Regions from separate parts of the Bombyx mori genome. Here all the other regions are linked to region 3. The links are chromatin contacts, called in public Hi-C maps. All regions are on one chromosome and are shown on one strand. The core of a region is the stretch at or near the end of the contact, and the rest is flanking DNA. Distances in the headings are between cores, read along the strand shown. Region 1 overlaps LOC101735453 (trithorax group protein osa). Region 2 overlaps LOC101746976 (lysine-specific demethylase 5). Region 3 overlaps LOC101743966 (calsyntenin-1).

The links. A called contact is a pair of places that touch in the nucleus more often than the background predicts.
Region 1: a contact with region 3 is called in a Hi-C map of middle silk gland, with 1.9 times the contacts expected there. The contact joins two enhancer-like sites. A contact is called at or near these places in 2 of 7 Hi-C or Micro-C datasets (middle silk gland and whole pupa).
Region 2: a contact with region 3 is called in a Hi-C map of posterior silk gland, with 2.0 times the contacts expected there. The contact joins two enhancer-like sites. A contact is called at or near these places in 2 of 7 Hi-C or Micro-C datasets (posterior silk gland and whole pupa).

The regions. Positions count from the first base shown.
Region 1 is chr27:7,194,756-7,198,145 of ASM3026992v2, reverse strand. LOC101735453 (trithorax group protein osa) reads right to left here. Exons shown (of 21, transcript XM_038021037.2): 17 at 2,685-2,760; 18 at 2,189-2,319; 19 at 1,733-2,012; 20 at 1,246-1,402. Among protein-coding and RNA genes, the nearest start is that of LOC134201546, 20 kb to the left of the region's middle. Within about 2 kb of position 1,820, at least 5 of the 8 cell types and tissues checked have open chromatin away from gene starts, as enhancers often do.
Region 2 is chr27:7,531,250-7,534,878 of ASM3026992v2, reverse strand. It overlaps LOC101746976 (lysine-specific demethylase 5), which reads right to left. Exons shown (of 31, transcript XM_012697767.4): 23 at 3,270-3,418; 24 at 2,001-2,129; 25 at 1,322-1,410; 26 at 588-705. The region is part of intron 1 of LOC134201545 (a long non-coding RNA gene); the gene reads left to right. Among protein-coding and RNA genes, the nearest start is that of LOC101746835, 12 kb to the left of the region's middle. Within about 2 kb of position 2,063, at least 3 of the 8 cell types and tissues checked have open chromatin away from gene starts, as enhancers often do.
Region 3 is chr27:7,324,077-7,327,848 of ASM3026992v2, reverse strand. LOC101743966 (calsyntenin-1) reads left to right here. Exons shown (of 20, transcript XM_004923444.5): 10 at 277-457; 11 at 1,210-1,347; 12 at 2,502-2,634. The region is part of intron 1 of LOC134201545 (a long non-coding RNA gene); the gene reads left to right. Among protein-coding and RNA genes, the nearest start is that of LOC101747109, 15 kb to the right of the region's middle. Within about 2 kb of position 1,503, at least 5 of the 8 cell types and tissues checked have open chromatin away from gene starts, as enhancers often do.

The sequences.
Region 1 (3,390 bases), core at 571-3,070, 130 kb after region 3:
GATAATGCCTGTTTCTGTTTCATTCATCACATGATATCCCTATCGTGCGCTCACTCACTCTGGCCGATTCGATACGAACCAAACGAATATTGCTGATATTCACGAATCGGTACGATATGCCGATGCGCGTCACATCGAGCAATATCGTGTATCGGCTGATATCGAAATATAGATTTCGATTCACGAATCGGTACGATATGCCGATGCGCGTCACATCGAGCAATATCGTGTATCGGCTGATATCGAAATATAGATTTCGATTCACGAATCGGTACGATATGCCGATGCGCATCACATCGAGCAATATCGTGTATCGGCTGATATCGATATATAGATGTCGTGCGGGGCGATATCGGATTCAACGATATTGCTGCGATATATAGATATTGAATCTATATACGATTTATATCACCCACTCCTACATGGCACACTATGCAAGCACGGTAACAGCACCGATCCAGCGCAGCGATTAGCTTGTCATTTGAATTTGACCCTTAAACCGTATGTCGTATAACATGTTTCATAACGTTACTATTAAAATTTTAATAAGTTTGAATTCAAAATAGTGTAAGAAAAAATGATTTTATTGTAAAAAAGCGTGCAGCGCTTTTCAGGTATCATCAAAATAACCCTTCTATTCATATCTGTGCATAAAATATTTATAACTACTGATACCAAGCACCCCACGCTTTTTTTACAATAAAATAATTTTTTCTTACACTGTAGTGAAACGCAAGTTGATTCAATACTGATTTATTTTAAAGATACTCTCACTTACAGTTATTTATATTGAATTTATGACTTACCTCATTATAAATATACTACATACACTATTTTTAATTCAAATTTATTAAAATTTATTTTCAATTTTTTTGTTGGATTTTCTATAAAAGCTTATTTTGTTAGTTTTTTTAAACTATTATTTACTTTCTATTTTTTAGTTGAATTTCAATTTTTTCAATTTTTTTTAAAATATTGAATTATCATCGGTCCTTAATAACTACACCAAATTTTGATTTAATCTGACGTTTTGAAAGGGATCAAAGTTCAAAGATTCCGTTACAAGTATACATACATACATACATCTGAAGGTAATAAAAGCGTATTAAAAAGCCAACAGCGGGGTGTCTGGGCGCTTGCTGCTGCCTAACAACCGTTCGTAGTGATCTTACAAATACAATACAGAGCCGTGCCGCAGCTGTGCCGGTACAGTGTGCCATGACCTCAAGACAGCAGTGTGTGTACCTGTTGATGGTGGGCGGGCGGCGGGCCGTAGTAGGGCGCGTTGTAAGGGTAGGCGGGCGCGGAGTACGGGTACTGCCAGTCGGACAGGTATCCGGGCGCCGGACGCATCACCGCCGCGCCCCACCCGCCGCCGTATCCCACGAACGGACCGCCGTATCTGAATCAAAGCGTATCCTGATTAGTTTTGTAATTTTTAAGTGATTTTATGACCTGGTAACTAAGACCTTTAGGTCAAATCTTATTTTAATTTTTTATTCTTATTCTTATGAAAAATGATAGTATGGAGTGAAATGAAATGAAATGAGATGAGATGACATGGGATGAAATATAATTTCAGTCAAATGGTGGTAATATACTGAGATTTTTTCAGTGGACTTTTTGGAGAATCCCGAGAAGTTACGCCCAGCGGCTTTGTTTTATTTTCCCCCATTTTACGAATTTTTATATTTATTGATTTGATACTTTGTCATCCATCAAAAGTACATACCCGTTATTTCCGTAAGCGGCACTACCGTACGCTCCATAGGGACCGTACAGAGCAGGGGCGTATTCAGGCAGCGAGGGGACAGGTGCTGGGGCGGGTTGTTCCCCCGAGCCCACCACCGCGCCGGGGGGGCCGCCTCCCGCGCCCGCCACACCCGCCGCCGCGCCCGGTCCTTCCGCTATTGACGGAATCTGGTCTACTAAAGACTCTAAGCCCGATAACGACTTGGAGGCAACGTCTTGTGATTTCGGTTTGACGGTTCCGCTGTAATCGCTCGGTGAACCTGTAATAATTACTCTATTAATTTATATTTGTTATTTAAAGCTATTTAAATTTGTTTTATGATTTCTGCACTTTATAGTTCAGAACATTTATTATTATTACATATCAATTACACATGCATTGAGGTAGCTATTTCGGTCCCTTCCAATACTTCCCTGTATTTAGAGTTGTACTTACCGGGTTGATGATGTAGAGGTGTATGTGGAGTGTGAGGCGTGTGAGGTGTGTGCGGATGTTCTGGTGGCCGGAACGCCGCGCTCGACAAGGGAGAAAATGAGCCTTCACCCCCTCCCCCGGGAGGAGTTGATCTGGTCCAAAAAATATAACTAGTGTTTTATTACAATAACAAAAAATAAGTATAAAACCTAGTCGCAATAGCAATTTAAAATTAATTAATGAATCCGGTGTTCGAAATTTATCTATTTATTTATGGAAAAATCTTAGTACCAACAGAATTACTTGAAAATGGCAATAGCTTGGGAGTTTCGCCACAATGAATCATAGTAAATGTAGAGTACTAGAATCTATGAATCTATTCTTAACTTAATTCTAAACTTATTAATAAAACATTTGTTACCTATTAGTTTGATTTGGCAAAAACTAGTTTGGCTTCTTGTAAGGCTAAAACTATTAATTCACCTTATCAATGTAAATATAAAATTTGGTTACTCACCTATTAAAATTGCTTGGGTACATCGATTGATGCTGATGCATCTGGTCTAATCGTGGACTTTCAGAAACACCACTCCCTGTGGACAATGTGTATTTTGTATTGTAATTTTATTACGAAACTCACTATGTGGGAATAGGTTCTACTGTCCCCTCACAATCGCTCGGATCGTGCCTATCACGGCTTATATATTAATGAATATAAAAAAAAATCTAATATTTAAATAAGAAAGAGGAAAAAAGACAAGCCCGCTGAGTTTCTTGCCAGTTCTTATCAAGACGGAGGCTAGTTTTTGTGAATTGGCGGTAGTTCTTTTTGACGTTCAACAAGCATGTACTTTCATTTATGTTAAATAAAATTTTTTTGATTTGATATAGGAACAATGCCCAGGTCTGACTTAATAAAACATTGTCAAACGAATCATCAAAAAAAGAACTTACATGATCAGTTAATGAAACTTCCGCTAATGACAAAAAAATTAAAATACTTGGTTGTTTCTTCTATCTATACTAATATTATAAAGAGGAAAGATTTGTTTGTTTGTTTGTTTCGAATAGGCTCCGAAACTACTGGACCGATTTGAAAAATTATTTTTCCATTAGTAGCCGACATTGTCCCTGATGAACAAAGGCTACTTTTTTATTTATTTTTTTGGTTTCATGTGTGTTTCTGAAGCGAAGCGAGGGCGGGTCGCTAGTTACATTATACC
Region 2 (3,629 bases), core at 814-3,313, 210 kb before region 3:
CAACGTAAATTCCGCTAACCATTTTAAGACGTGCGTTTTAAGTCTCCGTTATTACAGTACAACGGCTGCCCCACCATTCAAATTGATACGCATTACTGATTCACGGCAGAAATAACTAGAGCGGCGGTACCTACCCGTGTGGACTCACAAGGCCCACTACCAATAGATGATAGAAGTCAATAGTCATTTAAAAAAAGAAAGGGTGCGTGTACTTATGTACGCGCGTAAGAAGTTATACTTTATTTTTATTAAATTTATTTCTTTTTTTTTTAATTTAAATTTTAATCAATTTGAAAAAAAATCGATTAAACACCATCCTCAAACACGCATATTGGACATCCCTTTTCTTGACATCATATAAATTCGGTAATTCTCGGTACGGTTCGGAAAGTTCACCTGCGGCTATATTCAGACTCGCCAAGTTACGTCGGTCGTATCGTTAATTTTGTGTCACGGTGCGCGCGCATCATAAAATTTCACTCTCATCAATTTTTCATAACGCGCCTAAAGAAGTATAACTTCAAAAATATATAGACATTCGACCTTCCGGCCTTGAAAATAAGAATGAATGTTGAATGAAAACGAACCTCCAAGAGGTCGCCTTCGAGCATGAGTTCCTCCAGCTTGTGCAGCATGCCGGGCGCCATCCTCGCGCTGGGCGACCGCGGCGTGGCGCTGTACGCGTGCTCCACGCTGGCCGACGACCTGAAACAACAAAACACTTTAAGTCTCATTCTGTACACTCGTGAGTCTGTTGCAGAAAAAAAATTAAAAACAAATACACTACTAATATAACTCTTGATTAAAAGTAAAAAGACGTGGCCACAACTAAACGAGGGCGTAGTGGAAGCACTTCTGTATCTCTCACATGAACCGTTTGTAAACTGTGACGTCATAGGCAGAGATGAGCCTCTTCATTAATTGAGCACTATGCCACCGAATCTCAAGTCTTCAATTTAATTAGTCATTTATAGATATATATTATATTTGTAACTTACTTTGTATTTTAAGGTATTCATATTTAACTAGTTGCAATTATGAAAATCTTAGTAGGCTAAGAGAATATTTGGTAGACATCTCAATCATTGAAGACCTTTGGCGCCATTTCCTTAATCTGCACTGAATGAAAAGATTATGAGCGCTCAAAGCTCACATGTCTGCATAAGTTTTAAGGCGAAAAGAGCCCTATATGGCTGATTATTTCATCAGGAACAGCCTAATAAAATAATTAACTACAGAATTATATTATAAAAGATATATACTTCGTAGCTAATCCAAAAATTTATAAATATTATTGAATACAATAAATATTATAACTAACCTTGGATTATGCGCGTTATGGAGATCATGAGCTCTTCCTGTTGCCTTCTTTAACTCAGCATTCAGTTTATCTGCCTTTTCTCTGTTCGTCTGTGAGTTAAATCATATGCCATGAGTTAATTTTTTCTCTCTCTCATTATTCTTCTCAATCATTATTTTTATGCTAACAGTAAAGACGTTTTTTAACGCCGTTTAATTAAACAACAAAAGAGCCACTGTGAACATTCGTAAGTTTTCTTTGCTCTAGCTGGGTACAGCGGTGACTCACTTGGGATTAAATTGTTGTGCGAATCCAAAAATATCCAGACGAGATGAATGCTGTCGCCAAACTTGAGACATGAGTGTTCATTTAATTCTAGTTTTTTTTATCGCTTAAATGGGTGAACGAGCACAGCCGATCTGGTGCTAAGTGGTTACTGGAGCCCATAGACATCTACAACGTAAATGCGCTAACCACCTTGAGATATAAGTGCTAAGGTCTTAGTGTAGTTACAACGGCTGCCCCACCATTCAAACGCATTATTGCTTCACGGCAGAAATAGGCAGGGTGGTGGTTTGACAGATGTGGACACTTGCTGTCGATATGTCCCACAGACAACCTACGAATTATGCGTAGGGCAGCAGGTTACTGAAGGGATAGTATTACTCCGCATAGCAGCTAGGAGTAGTTAGGGCTGTACCATATCAGCGCGGTGCGGCAGGGCGGCCAGCAGCGCCCGCGCGCTGTCCTGCCACGACATGGCGCGCTCCGTCACGCACTGCAGCGCCTCGCCCTCCGCCAGCCGGACCGGCAGCTTCTGCAGCCACACCTGGGGACAGAGCACGCCACCGTCACATGCCGCGGCAACCAGGGCCAGACGGCGACATCCCTAACAATAGTGGAGGTACATCGGAAATGTGCTAATTGGTCCATACTCAACATCTTTACCAAATTATCCCTTATAAAATATAATTGTTGACTGAAATGCGTCGAACGAAATCCTATCCCTTACATTTAAATAATTACGTTTACTTTTAACTAAGTGATCAGATGAGTGAATAATTTTTGCACGCTAAAAATACACAATTATTACAATAACATCATGATACTAAAACAGCCAACGCATTGTAAATCTATATATGTATATAAATATGAATTGCTGTTCATTAGTCTCGCTAAAACTCGTGTACGGCTGGACTGATTTGGCTAATTTTGGTCTTGAATTATTTGTGGAAGTTCAGAGCAGGTTTAATAGGTAGATAAATATGGAAATGCTCGGAATTAAATAAAAATGTCAATTTGGTTTTCCCTTTGATGTGTCCCCCCCCTGTTTGGTCGGATTCCTTTTGTTTGTTTTAAGTTTATTTTATACAAAAGTTTAGGTCTTTTATTTGTCGATTGAGGCACTAGGAAGTCTGTCGGGTCAGCCATTTATTAATATAAACATTGACAGCATATCGTTGCCTGGAAAGGTGAACCTGGTGTTAAGTAGTGACGCCAAAATGCTTTTACGCGCTTGGAGGTCTAGGTCTCAGTTGCATTTTCCGTTTCACCCTTCAAACCGGAACGCATAACCGCTTTGAGGCAGAAATAGGCATAAGGCAGGGTAGCAATATGTACTTTATTATATTATATACCCCATTTTTTATTTTAAAGGAAGAAGAGGTTGACCGAAGAAAACATGGATGGAATGTGTTAATGACGATATGAGAGAGAGAGAGATAGGAGTGTGTTGAGCTGATGGCTGATAGAAGAGAATGGAAGAGAAAAATTAGCTGTGGCGACCCCACCTACCGGATAAGGTGAAAAAAAAGAAGAAGATACCCCATTTTTTAATCACAAACCACCGTTAACGTGGTTCACAAATCAGTGTCAATCAGTAATTTCTTACATTCTGTATTTGTGTTTTGTCCCACATCTAGTCTAGTGTGAAAATTTATAGAATCTAAGTTGGACCCGTGAACCATACCAGTAGCCCCAAGATCCGGTCCAGCCTGGGCCGTTTGGTCCTCATACAGTCCGGGCACAGGAATTTACTTTCGGCTCCTGAAAACGGAGCGCCCTCCCCGCGGTCCGGCGACTCCTCCCGCTCGTCCTTCATCGATGATATGCACGAAGCTATGCACAGAACATTATTCGGTATCAATATTTAATGTTAAGTCAGTAGGTTAATTGGTCTTTGTAAATGGTTCGTTTTTGTTTGGTAGTTAATTTTTATTTATTTATTGCTTAGATAGGTGGACGAGCTCACAGCCCACCTGGTGTTAAGTGGTTACTGGAGCCCATAGACATCTACAACTTAAATGCGCCACCCACCTTGAGATATAAG
Region 3 (3,772 bases), core at 254-2,753:
GCTGCTAACTTTTAGTTAAATTAAAATGTCCAAATACTGTTTTAATATTATTAATAATTTGTATTTCAAGTAGCTAACTAAATCAATCATTTTAAGATCAGTACTATCTGTTAAGTTAGCTTGTTGTTTGTTTGGCCCCAAATGACGTCACGCGTAATCAAGTCGCGTTCGATAAAATTTTGTGTAATCGTACGATAATTTTAGAGAGTGAAGGAGATGAAAAAAATCGAATGTAGAAGAAGACAATTATAAATCCCTCGCCGATCATTTCACCAGGTTTGCGACAACGAATGGCATCACTACGCTCTGAACATCCGCTTCCCCAACGTGGACTTGTTTATTGACGGCGAACCTTACCGCTCGCTCGACGGTAAAGGGCCCGAAGTTATTGACGACTGGCCCCTGCACCCCGCGCACGGTGTCAACACCACCCTCGTCGTCGGCGCTTGTTGGCAAGGTACGTAACTATTGTTGAAGTGAAACTTCTAATGCGACTTCCAACAATCTTGCGTTAAACGTTTAACGCTACCATGGAATAGAAAGAGACAGAGTGAGAGTGAATGCGTGGCACGCGAACGCACGCGCGTAGTATACCTGTAGCGTCAGTAGCGTCCAATATTTTAGTGAAGTATTTAAAAAAATGTATATAATTATTTTTCTATCTATAATTTAAAACATATAAATGTTGAAGATGTCGCATCTTTTATACACAGCATTCCCTATTACAAGAGCAATCTGATTTAAGGATGAAAAATGAATAAAACCACAATACTGCACATCAAAAAAGAAGTTTCACTTCATTCACGTGCACCAAGTTGCACGCGCATCGTTTTATTTTTTATTTTATAGAATGTAATAAATAAAACAATGGATATGGATTCTGGCAACCTCCTACCATAGATAGACTGTGAGTTCGATAAGTAGGTAGGACCTCTTGTGAGTCCGCACGGGTAGGTACCACCGCTCTGCCTATTTACTGCTCTGCTTCTGCCTATAGTACTTTTTATTACTTTTTATTACACTATGTTATTCCTTCACCGTGAAAGTCAGTCGTGAACATTTGTTAACTACGTATTTCATTAGAAAAATTTGTACCCGCCTGCGGGATTCAAACACAGGTGCATCGCTCGACACGAATGCTCCGGACGTCTTATCGTTTAGGCCAAGACGACTTCACTTTTTGGGTGACTGTTGTTGTGTTTCGTGCAGGCACCGAGAAGGATATGAAGCACCACCTTCGCGGCTGGCTGGCGGGGCTGGGCGTGCTGCGTGGCGCCGCACAGCCCTCACACGCGCTCTCCTGTCTGGCTCGCTGCCGGGAGGGACTCAGTCTGGCACCGGACCTATGTAACTACTCACAAGTCTATCAATACATTATCGCTAAATCCCGTCAAAGGCATACGAACATGAAGCTCTCCCTTTTAATGCAGCAGGGTTAGTCGATCTGGCCCTGGTAAGTAGGCACTGATGCTCATTGACATCAACAACTACTCACACATCTATCAATGCATTATTGCTTAAACCAGTCAAAGGCATACGAACATCTAGCTCACCCTTTTAATGCAGCAGGGTAGTCGATCTGGCCCTGGTAACACTGTCACTCATCAACAACACCAGCAACCAAGCTACTGCCTATTGTTTAACCATCATCTCATGCTTAGTAAGATCATCATGGACGACTTTTTAGAGCAATCACCATGAAATACACAAATCACAGAGAGAAACCGTTGTCATTCCATAGAGTTAGATAATCCAAATGATTCGTGGAGTTGGAATTATCGACATATACATGGCTCATGTATGGGATGTAATGAGGTATTGATTAAGAGTCCTAATCCCGAGTTGGGAGTAGTACTTTACTGGAGACCAAAGTTGTGCTTTTAAAAATACATGTTGTGGCCTTTGCTCTGTTGAGGAGTCCCAGAATTTTACGATAAGGGTGCATAGCGATCTAGCCCGCAAAATATTTCTGCCGTATAGCAATTATGTGTTTTAATACAATTCAGGTTTCTATTCTATGTATCAAAGTGTACGGCTCTATCATCTTATGGTATACTCCTGTTAGTAACCGATGGAATAAACACGTCCGGATATCTAGGGAATTAATAAGAATTAACTCTACATCAATTACTAATTTATTTCTGCCGTGAAGCAGTAATGCGTTTCGGTTTGAAGGGTGGGGCAGCCGTTGTAACTATACTGAGACCTTAGAACGTTTTAAATGTCTATCGGTTCCAGTAACCACTTAACACCAGGTGGGCTGTGAGTTTGTCCACACACCTAGGCAATAAAAAATAAAAAATAAATATAATTACAGCAGAGAACATCTAATGAATTTTTTATTTGGTGCGGCGTTAAAACAACTCTAAATACGTAGTATGAGTTAAGATGTCACATTTTCCCTACCTATTCGCTGGTAGCCTAGCTATGCCTTGACGGGTGTCATCTCAGTCCGTCATGTGATATCCGTTGACATGAGCACGACTTGTGTCTTCCTCCAGATCTGAAGTCGGTGTCAGTGGAGGGCGACGGAGTGGCGGACGTGGAGACATTGCTGCGCCGTGTCGCGTATGGAGACGCGCGGGCCTTCCCCACTCCGGGCAGGAGGAATGTGCACGTGGCCACCACCATCACGTATGTAATCCGCGCTCGTGTACGGAAATTGTGTGCAATTATGTCAGGGCCTTACGTATAAGTTTGACTTCTACAAGACTAAAAATTCGGTAGTAAGGTCCCTATACCCTATATGAGGCCGTCAGCGCAAAAGTGGCCTAAGATTACCATAGTTAGTATGGAGCTAATGAGGCTTGAATTTTTTTTTTATTGCTTAGATGGATGGACGAGCTCACAGCCCACCTGGTGTTTAGTGGTTACTGGAGCCCATAGACATCTACAATGTAAATGCGCCACCCACCTATAATATATTTACCTTTTTATTTATATATATTTACCTTTACAATACTTCGTAGACAAAAAAATAAAAACGCGCTAAAATGGTGTTTACAAAGGCTATTTATTATCTATGGATGAAAGTAAAGATAGGCCGATTTTGCATCAAAATTTATTATGTTTTAAATAAATTGCAATACATAAGCACGGATATGAATTGTGAGTTAGGCCACTTTTGCGCTGACGGCCTCATATGTCCCTACCCGTCTCAAACTACTAGAATGTGGTATGATGTCCATCGAGCGGTTGACATTGCTCGGTAGACCGACGGTCCGAATGTTGTTGTTCAGAACTTGTATATACACAAGCTTATCTTGAAAATGTTGTAAGCGAGATTCAGGCATCTGTCAAATATCTTGTGTTCTATGATGGCTGCCCGCCACATTCGCATCACCAGTTTGTACTTACTCGTCGATAAAACTGTTAATAGATATTGAATTGAGGCTTCGGCATCTTGAAGCTGGGCATATGTAACCAAATTGACAACAACGGGTGAAGCAGTAATTGCGCGATTGATTCAACTTACATTTATAGCCCCCAAGCTAGAATTTTCTCCTGTGTTATGAACAAACAATAATAACTAACTTGTTATAATAACTAACTTGAATGGTTACCATTCGTATATAGATAATTATTAAAGTGTTCGGTGATATATTACCGAACACCTTTGTCAGCATAATTCGCGTGACCCGTTAACTTTCTTTCCACAAATCGTTAGTGCACGATCAACAACCGCGCCACCTGGGTGCATTCATAATATTAACAATTGATTTACTAAATCTTTTAACAATAAACATTTTTAAGCAACATAATCTTTAAATAA